Regions from separate parts of the Mus musculus genome. Here region 2 is linked to region 1. Evidence: chromatin contacts called from public promoter capture Hi-C data. All regions are on one chromosome and are shown on one strand. The core of a region is the stretch at or near the end of the contact, and the rest is flanking DNA. Distances in the headings are between cores, read along the strand shown.

Evidence for each region. Capture Hi-C pulls out chosen DNA fragments and counts their contacts.
Region 2: a promoter capture Hi-C map of liver shows a contact between it and region 1. The contact joins the promoter of Oas2 here to the promoter of Sds in region 1. A contact is called at or near these places in 1 of 15 datasets of contacts at CTCF or cohesin (large pre-B cells) and 3 of 9 other capture datasets (adipose tissue, embryonic stem cells and liver).

What each region holds. Positions count from the first base shown.
Region 1 is chr5:120,473,847-120,477,982 of GRCm38.p6, forward strand. Sds (serine dehydratase) reads left to right here and starts at 2,701. Exons shown (of 8, transcript NM_145565.1): 1 at 2,701-2,751.
Region 2 is chr5:120,746,999-120,751,507 of GRCm38.p6, forward strand. It overlaps Oas2 (2'-5' oligoadenylate synthetase 2), which reads right to left and starts at 2,850. Exons shown (of 11, transcript NM_145227.3): 1 at 2,461-2,850; 2 at 1,540-1,786. The coding sequence starts at 2,775.

The DNA of each region.
Region 1 (4,136 bases), core at 1,451-3,950:
CTCAAACTTGCAATCCTCCTGCCTCATCCTCTCATGTGCTAGGATGACAATCGGGAGCCAACATGCTCATGTGACACCTCTGGAAGGGAGTATGTTTCGGGAGCAGTTAAATAAAACATGCTTTGTAAACCAGACTTGGTAGTGCGCAGCTTTAATCCTAGCACTCGGGAAGCAGAGGCAGGCGGCTCTCTGTGAGTTCCAGGCCAGCCTGGTCTCCACAGCAAGTTTCAGGACAGCCAAGGCTACACAGAGGAAATCCTACATTGGAAATCAAGACAAACAAACAAACAACAAAACAAAGCATGTTTTGTACCCTTGATGGTAAGTCCTGGCTCCAGCACCAGGAGGAGAGAAGACTGAGTGTCATTCCTGTCACCTGGCGGGGTTCCTCAGATGCAGATGTTGAACTCTGCAGCTGCTTCATTTCCTGTTGTAGGACAGCCGCCCTGGAATTGCGTGTCTCTGAGCATTGATGTTCTTCACTCTGATGACACCCGAGAAACATCTCCAGAGATTGTCCAGTGTCCCCCGTGGGTACAAAACTCACACCGCCCTGAGGACAGCTGTTCTGGATCAAGGAGGAGTGGGAAGGGGGTATATGCAAACGGGTTGGCCAAGCTGCTGACTGTGGGGGCTGGGGATCAGGATCAGCTGGTAGAGGGCCTTCCCAGCATTCTCGAGGACCTGAGTCTGATCCCCCGTACCATGTGAAGTGGGCACGGTTGGCACGCGCCTGTAATCCCAGCATTCTGAAGGTGGGGGCAGGAGAATCGGGAGTTGAAGAGCATCTTTAGCTACTCGGTGAGTCGGAGGTTAGCCTGAGCTACATGAGACCCTGACTCAAAGTTAATCCAAAAAATGAAATCTAGACCCTTCAGGTGTGTCCAAACTGGTTCTGCCCCGTTGTCACCTGTCCCCAGCCTAACCCTCCTCATCAGATCTGCACTCTTTAAATACTACAAGTCCCAAGTGTCCCCTGGGTTCAATTCCCAGCATCCTCAGCTACCCTCTGGCCCTGGAGACTTTCAGTAAAGGCTGTCCTCCAAGCCTATTCTCATCTACAAGGGACCAAGGGAGCCCACCCAATCGTGTGGCTTGACACGCAGGAACCACATGATATGGGACCAGGACCCCAGTGCTCTGGCAATGAAATGCTGGTACAGAGAGCACAAGGTGGCTATGCCCACACATGGGCTTTGTGTCGTCCTGGCTTACCTACCCCATGTCCCTGACCCACACCTGTGGTCATCCATGATGTGGATCAGAAGGAACAATGACACCACAGAGCAGAAAAAGAAGCAGTCAGGGGACTGGAGAGATGGCTCTCCCGTTAAGAGCACTCACTGCTCTTCCAGAGGTCGTGAGTTCAAATCCCAGCAACCACATGATGGCTCACAACCATCAGTAATGGGATCCAATGCCCTCTTCAGGTGTGTCTGAAGAGAGCTACAGTGTTTATTGTATTTAATGTACAGTACTTAGTGTATTTAAATATATTAAATACAATAAATAAACTATAAAAAGAAGCAGATGGGCTGTGTGTGCATGTGTGTGTGTGTGTGTGTGTGTGTGTGTGTGTGTGTGTACCCCTGTGGGCACACAGGCCTCTGCACACAGCCAGGTACATGCAGGCCAGAGGTGATGATGATGGTGGTGTGGTGGTGATGATGATGATGGTTGCTAGTACTGATGCTGATAAGAGTGGTGATAGTGTTGACGGTGGTGTTGATAAGAAACATCAATGATGAAGGCTCCTAACACTGACTGCCTGTTCAATTTCAAGTCTCTCACCTAACACCAGGATCACCCGTTCAAAGCCTGGAGCAGAGGTATCTGTGTCATCTCAGTCTACACAGGAACAGAGGCTGTGGAGGCCAAGGTTCTTTCCCAGAGCCAGGACTTGAACTCGGATCTCCTTCTACGCCCTTTTTTTTTAAAAGATGTATTTATTATTATATGTAAGTACACTGTAGCTGTCTTCAGACACTCCAGAAGAGGGAGTCAGATCTCATTATGGATGGTTGTGAGCCACCATGTGGTTGCTGGGATTTGAACTCTGGACCTTCGGAAGAGCAGTCGGGTGCTCTTACCCACTGAGCCATCTCACCAGCCCCATACGCCCTTTTATATGAAGAGGATGGCAGGGGGTGGCGGTAAGCAAGGGATGCCAATCACAGTGCTGTGCCTCAACCCCACCCCCCGCAAGTCCCGCCTCTCACTATCTCTGAGAGCGGTGCTTCATTTCCACTCTGTACAGACCCATTGTATGGTCTGACACTAATTTGGGTTTAGGTGGCTGAGCCTAAGCCCAATACTCCCCACCCCTTTTCTTTCTATTTTAAGACAGGATCTCACTCCTTAGTTCAGGCTCAAACTTGTAGTCCTGCTTCAGCTTCCACTGTGCGGGGATCACAGGTGTGAGCTGCCATGTGGCTAGCCTGTGGCTGTTTCTTAGCGATATACTACGTGTCCAGCAACTGCAGGCTTTTTTGTTATTCTGAGACTGACCCCCGGGTCCAGGCAAGGGCTCTTCAGTGCCGCATGCCCTCCTCCGTGGCCGCCCAGCCCCGGCCTGGACCAGGGGGCGGAGCTTGCTTGGGGTGGGGGGTGGCCTGCCTGGGGCCTCATTGGCTACCCGGAGGCTCAGCCCTGAGAATAAAGCTCTGGAGTGTCCTGCCAACTTTGTACTCTCCCAGGACACAGACACAATCTACTCCTCTCGCTCGCTCTGTCCAGCTCCTCCTGTGCCGGGTATGTGGCCCCCAGCTTCAGCCTCTCCCCAAGGTTAACAGTCAGGGACAGCCAGAGCAGGGTACCCGGGAAGTGGAGAGGAACTGGGACTCATCCAGTTCAAGTCTCCGTGTTCAGATCTGTAAAATGGGACGAAGTGGTAGGACCTTCTAGATCAGGATGTCGCTGGGGTGGCATGTGGCAGGCTATCTTTGCTGAATGCTCGCATGAGCCAAATGACAAAGAAGGGACTTCTGTTCTGGAACCGATGTCGCACTAGCCACCTTTGCCAAGACCCCCAGTGCTTTTTTTCTCTCTTGCAGGTCATACTATTTATGGTGCCAGATGGGACCGGCCTCTGGGGTGGGAATCAGAACAGAGTACCCTGCCCATTTCCCCAAAGGTTCCCAATGCTGCAGCCTGGGACAGGGACTGGTGGGGCTCCCCAAAGCCACCTGGAAGGGGTTTGCGTGGTGGAAGCTATCCACTAGCCAGAGGCTGCAACAGCTGGGCCTTTTAGGTCCAGAGAAGACCCACTATACCAGGATGGGACTAGCTAGGACAAAGCAAACACATTTGGAGGTACTCTTGATGTGTGCCATTCTTCCCGGCAGCTGTCTTTCAAGAGGTCTTCTAGAAAGAGGAGTCTGGTGGGCTGGCCTGTTATCTCAGCACTTGAGAGACTGAGAGCACTTGAGAGACTGAGGCAGGGGGAACACAAGGAGTTTGAGTCTCTCTCTCTCTCTCTCTCTCTCTCTCTCTCTCTCTCTCTCTCTCTCTCTCTCTCTCTCTCTCTCCCCTAAGGCAGGAGGATCACAAGGAGTTTGAGTCTCTCCTACACTCACACACATGCCCTTGAATACATGTGGATGCTCGGAAGAGACACCATCTGCCTGGATTTGATCCCACTTGGCTCTGAATCTCTCTCAGGGCTTCTCACAGGGCCCCGAGGTGACAGTAGCTGAGCCAGTGTTAGCCCAAAGGCTTCCTCACTGCCATGGCTACCGAAGGGACCTTGGGGTGTCATTAGCCAGACTTGAACTTGTCATGCAGTCTCTCCTGTGTCCAGGTTCCCTCTCAGTGTGGCAGCTGTGTGATGGGGTGGGCCAGGGTTCTCTGTTGCCTCTTCCCCATGCCAGAAAAAAAAATCTATAACTCTATCTTTTTAAAAGAACAAGGGCCTTTCAGAGCTCGATACTGGACTTCCAGGTCTTTTGGGTTTTTTTTTGTTTTTGAAACAGGGTCCTACGTAGCCCGGGATAGCCTCAAACTCCCTACATAGCCAAGGTTATGAATGACTAATTCTCTTGCCTTCGCCTGCCAAGTGATGGGATTACAGGCCTGCCCCAAACCCCAAAGGCTCTTGGTTTTTGGGTTTTTTTCCCCCGAAATATGTATTTGTTGAA
Region 2 (4,509 bases), core at 1,600-4,099, 270 kb after region 1:
CAGGAAGAAAACACAGAATGGGAGTGGGGCCAGAAGCAGGCTGGGGTTACCACCCTTAAGACTCACTTCCCAGCCCTCCACTTCCTCTCCACACCCTCTGAAATGAGCTCCACAAGCTGGGACCAAGTGTTCAAACACATGAACCTGTAGGGACAGTTCACCTTCAAACCCTAAGATGGGAAGGGCCCAGGGATGCCACCTTTCTGGGAATGTCATCATGTGGGTGTACGTACATCTCCATCTTGTCAGAAAATGGTTAGGCGGTGGCCATTCAAGGGCTCAGTAACCCAGAAGTTTCTCAGGATTGTGGACAATGAAGGGGCCCTGGCCTCCAGCTCAGAGGTCCTGGGCTGTCAGCCCAGTGGAGTCCACTGCTGGCAGAATAGCTATGATACATTCTCGTGCTTCTGTTTTTCCACCCATCTATCTGTCCACCCCTATATCCATACATTTTCCATCTGTCCACACATCCATCCACCCATCCATCCAACCCACTCATCTATCCATCCATACATCTATCTATCTATCTATCTATCTATCTATCTATCTATCTATCTATCCATCCATCCACTTTTACATCCATCCATCCATCCATCCATCCATCCATCCATCCATCCATCCATCCACACATCCATCCATCTATCCATCTATCCGTTCACTTTTACATCCATCCATCCATCCATCCATCCATCCATCCATCCATCCACCCACCCATCCACACATCCACACATCCATCAATCCATCCATCCATCCATCCATCCATCCATCCACTTTAACATACATACATACATCTACCCACACATCCATCCATCCATCCATCCATCCACAATGCTTCCATTCATTTTCCATCTGTCCACACATCATCCATCCATTCATCCTCATACATGCATACCTATCCCTACATCCATCCACCCACACAAACACACATTTAGTGGGACCCAGCCATCCACCTGTCCACTTCCTTTCTACCATTTGTCCATCTGCCCATCACTCATCCACCCTCTCACCTATCAAGGCTCCCCTTTAGAACATTGTATCCAAAGTCAATGAGATGAAAATGAAGTGCTAGACAGAGTATGCCTAGGGAAGGAGGCTCTTGTCTCTTGGGAGTTGTGGTGGCTTGGATGAGAATGGACCCCAGAGGCTCATTATCTTTGCACACTTAGTCCTCAGTTGATGGATTGTTTGGGAAGAATTAAGAGGTGTGTCCTTGGGCTGGTGAGATGGCTCAGTGGGTAAGAGCACCCGACTGCTCTTCTGAAGGTCCGGAGTTGCTCCAACACTATGCCTGTCTGTTTCCCACCATGGTGATAAGGGGCTAACCCTCGGAAACTCGAAGCCAGCCACTTAGTTAAATGCTTCTTTTTATAAGAGTTGTCTTGGTCATGGGTGTCTCCTCACAGCAACTGACCAGTGACTAAGACAGGAGTTTACAAGCTCCATTTTGGAGACAGCCTCAGCCCACGGGACCCCAGTGGCCTCCCAGGACTCCCAGAATGCTTGGACACCCCCCCCACCCCCAGTCCCCAGATCACTCACGTAGAGGATTGAAGACTGGAAGTAATTGCAGGAGTATTCTCTGCCCTGGTACAGACACTTGTACTACAAGGGCATGTTCATGCTTTACTGACTTCTTCTCATGGATTTTCAGCCACAGTTCAATGACGTCAAGGTATGCATCTTGGTATTTTATCTGATCCTGGAACTGTTGGAAGCAGTCCATGAAGAGAACAAGGGTACCATCGGAGCAGCCTCTTAGGGCTGTTTCCCGGCCATAGGAGCCACCCTGTGGGGAAATGGAGGGGCAGTTGTGAGATCTAGACTTTCTGAAGCTCCAGGTAGTGACATTTCTTAAATCAAGTGAAATCCCCCAAATGGCACTGGCATTTTAAAATCAGGTTGCCAGCACCAGTTTGTGTCCATGTTTTGCATGCTAGCTCCAAACTGGGGTCAACTCAAAACTGCGCTAAGACGAACAAATAACACAGCAGAATACTATACAGGCATGGAAAAAAAATAGATATGGTAGAGTACTATGTAGGCATGAAAAAGATACACGAACAAAAATCTCATAAATGTGGAGTCAAAGACACTCTATGGCAAAGCACAAATGCATGTAGTCAATCCCTGGTAATTTACTGAGCACTGATAACAGCCGTCCCTGTGCTAAGAACACTGCGTGCTTCACCATCACAACACTCTGAAGTGGGGTCTAGGCTGACCTCATTCTGCAGATCTGGACACTGAGGCACAGAGAGGTAAAGGACCCTTCCGGGAGTCATGCAGCCAGGTGGAAGAAGACCTGGCAGCAGCTTGGGCCCCTTCACTGTCTGTCCTCAGAGGAAAGCCTTCGAAGTGCAATCCCCTGGGCCCTGTGTGGCACAATGCTCAGCACCACCACCTTTGGGAACAGCGAACTCTCCTGGGATGCAGAGCCCTGGCCCCCACCCTGAGCCTCACCTTAGCCACTTCCTTCACAGGGATCTGACTGCGCAGCAGGTCCCAGATGGCATCCACGGCCTGGTCTATCTGCTTCAGAGATTCTCTGTTAGGTTTGAGGTTTTCCTGGATATACCCTTCTAGCTTCTGCGATGGCACCGAGGACACCGCAATCTGCTTCAGACAGTTTTCGTTGGGTGTGAGGTTTGCCTGGATAGACTTTTCTAACTTGTGCACTGGCCCGGAGGGCACCCCTGAAGACCCACCAGGTGACCAGCCAGATGAATAGCCAGATGACCTGTCAGATGACCAGTTTCCAGTCAGCCAGTTTCCCATCGTTGCTAGCTGGTCTTGTCAATTGTCGAGGCAGAGCACTGTAGCTCAAGTCCTGGGCCTTCTGCCCTGCACCCGGGTTTCTAGAAAGAGGAAATCAAGTCCAAAGCCCCACCCCTAACACAGCCAAGCCTAGGAACCTAGGAAATCGAAACTCAAGTGTGGGAGTTACTTCCCAGCAGCTGGTGTGTGTTTGCTTCCAGCTAGCTGGCCACTCCCAAGGACACCCCAGCTTAAACTTAGAGCCTCTAGAGCCTCAGGGGACACCTGCACAGAGGCCAGTGTTTGCGTCCATCAGTGTAGGACTGTCTTCTTGGTGCCTCTGTTTCCTCTACCTATAGCTAGGAGGAGCATGTCTCAAAAAAAATTGGCAGAAAGCTGGCTGGCTAAATGCTAAGCTAATTTGATTTTATTGAGGGTAGAGTCTGTCCGTTAACATAATGTCCTTCCTCCTTGTTTCCAGTGGCTGAAGCATTCGGTGACAGACAGGGCAGACAGACTGAGCTCAGAGAAGGTGCTGACTTGCTCAAAGATGCACTGCAGGACAGGTGCCTTGACAGACAGATGTAGGCTTCCTGACTTTGGGTGAACATAGGTCCCTGAAGAGTCAAGAGTAGTCCTCCCCCCCCCCACATGTTAAAAAATAAATATTTAAATATTTAAAAATTAAACACAAAAAGAAACCTCACCAATTCAACACAATTATTTTGGGTTAGTATTGAGACAGAGCCTGCTGTCTAGCCCAAACTGGCTTTGAGCTGGTAATCCCCTGCCTCAACCTCTCATAAACTGTTATGTATAGCATCTTCTTCCAAGGTAGATGGCACATTGTATGTGGCTGTCCTACGTGGCAGATGGCTTCCTGGGACCCTCACCAGGAAAGGCACAGTGACTTTGTATCACCTTGGAGTCCAGTGGAGTGACTGAAGTCACAAAAAAAATATGGGCTCTGACAAAGGATCCCTGAAAGCAGCAGACTTCTTGTAGTTCCTCTGAGTGAGGCCATAGAAGGAAAATGGCTTAGGGGACACTAGCAGCTCTCAGGGACCCTGCCTCAGCTTCCTGAGGAGTCGAATATGTGTATCACCTCACCCAACCCTCACTGTGTCCCACTGGGCCTCTGCCATATCATTCCAGAGCCACTATGGGGGCCGCTCTTGGAGACTCTGGGGGTCAGGTCAGTAAGGCCTCTCTTTCCTCTGCCCTGATGGCGGTCACCTCACTCTTCACTGTGGCTCACAGTCACCCCAATTCTGGAGCCATTTTGACAAGAGAGCCCAGAGTCTGTGTGGTGGGGACAAGAGCTGCCATTAGTTCTGAAGGAAAAAAACCATTCCCATTACTGTCTGAATAAAGCCAGTGCCCAAAGGACCAGGCCAGATGACTGCCTCCCCCCTAATTTGGGGTCCTCAGAGAGCAGTTCCTCCTTCGCTTTTGAGGTCCCTTTTATGGGGAGGGGTTAGAGTTGATAGAAACAGTCTGTTGAGTCTGTTGGCTGTTAGCACTGGGGCAGAAGAGTATGTGTGTGGGGCGGAGTCAGGGCTCAAGGCTGCCTGTGGGGTAGGTAAGGGCAGGAAGACATCAGTGGAAGTCATTGTGGGTATTCAGGAGTTTAGCAAGGCAAAGGGGTGGGTAGCATTCCTGCAGGGTTACAAGTTCAGTGTAGGTTGGAAACGTGGTTTGCAGGATGCATTGGCTTTAGGAAACAAAGTTCTTGTAAGGTGTGGCGACTTAATA